Linked DNA regions of Mus musculus: region 2 is linked to region 1. A link is a contact called in public Hi-C data. All regions are on one chromosome and are shown on one strand. The core of a region is the stretch at or near the end of the contact, and the rest is flanking DNA. Distances in the headings are between cores, read along the strand shown. Region 1 has its middle 62 kb from the start of Abcb5. Region 2 has its middle 31 kb from the start of Macc1.

What was found. A called contact is a pair of places that touch in the nucleus more often than the background predicts.
Region 2: a contact with region 1 is called in a Hi-C map of uterus, with 4 times the contacts expected there. The contact joins two enhancer-like sites. A contact is called at or near these places in 11 of 484 Hi-C or Micro-C datasets (the 63-12 cell line, bone marrow-derived macrophages, cardiomyocytes and 6 more).

The regions. Positions count from the first base shown.
Region 1 is chr12:119,026,700-119,029,399 of GRCm38.p6, reverse strand. No RefSeq gene overlaps it. Among named protein-coding and RNA genes, the nearest start is that of Abcb5, 62 kb to the right of the region's middle. Within about 2 kb of position 1,434, at least 32 of the 459 cell types and tissues checked have an H3K27ac peak or open chromatin away from gene starts, as enhancers often do. A contact at or near this core is called in the 63-12 cell line and uterus, where this site is marked.
Region 2 is chr12:119,410,811-119,413,510 of GRCm38.p6, reverse strand. It overlaps a transcript of Macc1 not described here. Among named protein-coding and RNA genes, the nearest start is that of Macc1, 31 kb to the left of the region's middle. Within about 2 kb of position 1,275, at least 8 of the 459 cell types and tissues checked have an H3K27ac peak or open chromatin away from gene starts, as enhancers often do. A contact at or near this core is called in the 63-12 cell line and uterus, where this site is marked.

The DNA of each region.
Region 1 (2,700 bases), core at 185-2,684:
CTTGAGTTGCCTGAGTAAGCTGGTCACTAGATAATAGGTCTTTTCTTACATGTCATTGAAACTATTATGATGGAAGAGAGAAGATATTAAAAACTTTAAGTTAGAAGATTTAAAAGTGATATTTCTGAGGAAATTGTATTAATCTAAGAAGAAGTAATAGAGAAACATCAGCAATTCTTTTTTAATATTTTAAGTATAAATTAAAACTTCATTTTATATTTTATTTATATATATTACATATGTGCATGTTTATTATGAAGTAATTACTGTAATTACATTGATACATTACTAGAAGCATTACTGTACAATGGCTAATACAAATAATTAAGGCTCTCCTTTCAAAAAGTTTATTTTTATGAAATATGAAAATTCTCCTGGTAGAAGGGGAAATAAACAAGGCCTACTTAAAACAGAATTGGGTGCAAGGGAGTGAAGGTGAGTTCACCCTTTCACACCTCACTGCAGGGTTCTTAATTGTCATTGTCCTCATATGACAGCAGTTAGTTAATATTTCACAAAACGTTAGCAACCTAAGAGGAAAAGAGGAAGGAGAGGCTTCCAGAGTCTGTTTCTCCATGAATATTCTTCCATCCATATGTAGTGCTAATAATACGCATTTCTAAAACAGGAATTTGGATCTGTACTACTTATGCCATCAGGTTTTTGAGAATGTACCCTTCCTATGAAACTCTGGATAAGAACTGGACTCAAATTTACCTTCTAATGATATATGAGCCAGTCTAGGGAGCTTTGCAAACAAGTAACCTAGGACACAAATTACACAGATTAACAACAGCCACTTGTTTGTGAACCAAAAGGGGGGAAAATTAGTAATTTGTGTATTTTGGTGTATTATGGGAAATTACAGTTTTCAACATCTATAATTTTCTTCATGAATGAAGCTTCAAATGCATCAGAGGGGAATCCCTGAGTGCTTGCTAATGCTGTGGGCGATGACCACAGTTACTTCAGGTCAGCTCACACAATCCTTCATTTTGTGAAACCAATCACTCATGGTCACTCAATGTCTTTCACATTGATTCCAAACAAAGGCATTAACCAGGCTTATTGTTCTCAAAGGTTAAAATACCCACAAAAGCATTTACATCATTGCCCAAGTATGCCTAGGTCATAGGAAGAAGCCCAAGAACATGACCAAAAGGAGACTCCTAATGCAACTAACCAAATGAGGAAAAATTCAGACAGTAGTCCTGTCCTGGGTCTCTGCGCCAGATATATACTTCTACAAAAATATATACTTTTACCAGAAAGCATTGTTTAGTATAGTCTTCTCTAAGATATGATCTAAAACAGTGAGCTGCTTCAGAAAAGCTTTGGGAATTCTGAGACCTGCATTCCCGAATAGTTCTAAAGGAACATCAACACTCTAAAGCTTCCGAGAATTCCTGCAGCTCTGCTTAACATTTCCCAACCCACCCAAACATTTTGCACGCTTTGTAACCCAACACCTCTTACCATCTGTGGAGTCTGCTCCAAGAAGCAAGACACTGGTGATTTTCAAGATATACTTTGCAGAATCCTCTCAGGGATTTCCAGGAAGGCAGAGAAAAGAGTACAGAGACACTGAAGGAGCAGGAGGGGTCAACAACCCACAGCTCCACTTTGAGTCCTACTTTCCAGAGTTGACATGTAGCATCGTTTTGAATTAAGAAATCTATGTCCCAAAATTATCTTGTGTTTATAAAGTTCTTTCACTAGAAATGAGATATTTGTAGTCTGACATTTATAAGCCGACATGTTGTACATGTTACAGGATTGCATGGAAGCTCAGCAGAATTCATAGGGTAGTTTCTTGCTAGGGACTGAATTACTGTGAATGAGTACTTTCCAATCCTTGCTGGGCTTTCCAAGAGACAGAATTAATTGTACTATTAATTCAGGCTTGGCTTGGTGACTTGCTTTGACTAAAGGAATGTCATATGAATTTGTGGTTTATTTATGTCCTCAGGGCTTCTCCACAATGAGAACAGTAGGCCTCACACCATGGGTGCTTATCAGGCATTAGAAGCACATGAAGGCCAAATGGGACCAACAAAACTACAACCCATGGCTAAGGTTTGAAGGTTGTTTGTGGGCATAGTAAAGGCTGACAGGAGCAATTTAAATCGAGTGCCTTTAATATTACTCTCATATAAAAATAATAAGATCCAACAAAGAGGATGCTGAACTTTCTGCTACCTTTGCAATTAACTTGAATAACTTTCAAAAAGTGTAATAATGCTTATTCCTCTGTATACTCAGGTACCATTCTCCTTTGTCTAATGGTAAATCTTTGCCTGTGTCACAGAATAATAATAATGCCAATAATGCATTGAATATAAATTTCCATCAAGGGATTCAGTGAATTTTTCTTTGTCCATGAACCCAAATGCTGTTTTGGGAGTTAGAATTTAATATAAAAAATTAATATTTGTTATCTGTGCCTATAATTGTTTTCAGAGTCCTTAACTGGGTCAAAATTAAAAGTCAGCTATGTCTAATCAAGCTGTAATTCAAACAAGAGACTTTCAAACAAACACACATGAGAAGTCAAAGGAAAAAGAAAGGTTTCCCTTCTTCCAAAATGGTAAAACTACATCCTGCAAATGCAGATACACAGATTGAAGCTTCTGAGGTTTATGAGACAGTTACACAAAAGGTTTCATTGTAAGTGGAAACACTGGAATTATTATAGTAAAA
Region 2 (2,700 bases), core at 26-2,525, 380 kb before region 1:
CAATAGCTTCTTGCTGACACTCAAGGAGGTCAGAAGCTGGGAACAGCTGACTCACATTTATTTTCTCAGTCTTTTTTCCAGGACCTCTTCTGGGCAAAATCCAACTGAAATCCTGCAATAGAAACTTGGAAGGGTAAATGGAGAGATCTCAGAAACTTATAGTAAACAGAAAAATGCAAAGAAAGGAAGTGAATGTCTGGGGCAAGATGTAACATTGCCTGTAGTGGTAACTTTTATACAGGTTTTGTTTCTTTGGTTTTTTTTCCCTCATAATGACCATTTTTAAAATTTGATATATTATTTTTATTTCCTTGGAAAACAAGATGGCTTAGCACAAAAAGTGCTTGCTTCCAAGTCTGAAAATATGAATTCTATCCCATAAACTCATTTAATGAAATGAGAACTGACTCTCAAAAGTTGTCCTCTGACTTCAATGTGTGCACTGTGCATGTGCACACACCTCTAACACATACAAAATAAATTTAATTAAAATTTTAATAAAAAAGACAAATGAACTACATAAATACAGGATAAAAACAAAGCAATGTAAAATACAACAATAAACTAGTGACACTAAGTTTATTATTGAAAAAATATTTTTATACTTTTTAAAAAAGCATATAGTAGATTTATACAAGTTACAAATTGATGCCAGATCTATTTTCCTTATTCCCATGAAAGCACATAAATATTCTGCTTGCATATTATTGTCTTCCAAGTCTAGTACATGATGTTATGAACTTATACAAATTGTAAGCATCCAGGAAAACATTAGCAGCCTGTGCTAGGTTACAGATGGCCTTTATTTTCTTTGTGTCCAGATGTGCAAACTTTATATGCCTCAGTACAGGGGAATGACAGGGCCAAGAAGTGGGAGTGGGTGGGTGGGGGAGTGGGTGGGGAAGCGTGTGGGGGACTTTTGGGATAGCATTGGAAATGTAAATGGAATAAATACCCAATAAAAAGAAAAAATAAATATAAAAAAGAAATGAATATTAGTTTATTATACTATACTATATTGTATATGTTATATTAGGTATAACAAAAGGATTCAGAGGTTTCCAAATCTAGGGGTTTAAAAATTCCTGTATCTTCTGCTCAAAGCTTCTTGAAACTTCTTGAAACAGCTGCCAAAGATCTGCCAAATAAAAAGCTACATTGTCCTAAGACCACCATGTAGGAGACACCTCATAAAGATGATCTTAAGGCCAGTCTCTACTGAATAGTGTTTTCTGTTCACTCCCTTGAAATATGAGACATGACTGTGAAGACATCTTGCATCCTGAAGAAGATGGAGATGATAGCTTTAATCAGAGGTGAGCAGAAGAACAAGGCGACCAACCCCCTTCTGATCTTGGCCACCAGATTGCGAAACACATTAAGGATGTTGTTTTGAGCTGTTAGCTTTGGAGTATTTTTGCTATGCAGTAATAAAAGATAATGAAATGTGCTACCCCCAACAATCAAAAATGCATACTAAAACAGACTTTATGCTGAATATGATTGAATTAACTAACATATTTAAATTACAAAGCAGAAAACTCAAGAAGTTTTAAAGGTAACAAACTCTCACTTCCTTCTAATGAAGTAGAAGTATTATGGTATCCTGAAGCCTCGGTGACAATGCAAATGCTGAGCCTGTGGCTTTTCTCTGTGGAGTCACCTCAAGGTGGGAGGTTACCTAGAATGTTTGTAATTTCTTTTTCTTTTTCCAAGGAGACCAAGTAGCCAAAAGCTGTACAAATTTCAGACCATATATAAAATTTATTCCTAAAGAATACTCATCAGTAAACATAAAATTCTCTTGGACATTCTCAGTAATCAGTCTTTTCTCCAAAAACATAATTTAGAATAGGGACAGCTGTGTTTTTATAGACCTCTTTTGTTAGAACATTTTATATATGATTGAAAAGTAACCTGAAAATTCCAAATTTCTACAACAGAGGAATAATTAAATACATTGTAAGTTATTAATTCAGGACATATGGTCATCTTAAAAAGAAGTCACAAAGTCCTTAACTATATGAAAGACTGTATAATGTCTACTTACAATTATGCAATACACATATTAAAGATAAGAACTGGAAGGGGATTTTGGAGAAGGGAAAACTGTTAGGTTGAGGTAATAGTCATGAGATACAACTTTGCCTTTTACTTCTTTCTAATTCTCATTTCTCATCTAGTTACAGCCTGTTACAGCTAGTAGAAAGTGATACGAACACTTTCAGTAACTAGTTTCTGATATTTATAAGATATATGCTGCAAAAGTTACAGCTAAACCAAGGGAACTGTTTAATAGCCCAGCTAACAAGGCATGTCTGGCTGTAAAATACCACTTCCTGCTTTCTTGTATGTAATGTTGTGTCTAATGTGGAAAAAACCAAACTATCATTAGGAAGGTAAACTCAGAATCTGAGAGAAGTTTGGCGCCTTTCTGTTCTCCTTTTTACCTCACCAACATCAAAGTAAAACCATTAGGAGCCAGGAAATAAAAAGCCAACATCTCTATCCTCTTACCATCTCCAGAGAAAGAGACACACATGTGTTTTCTCTCTCCCTTCCTTCCTTTTTCATCTTCCCTCTTTCCCTCCCCTTCCCACTCCTCTCTCCAATAAGTATTTTTAAAGAAAAAATACACTATTTAAGACAAAATTTTGGATACTTGAGGAATGGTAGGAACAGCAGCATCAGAGTATAGTT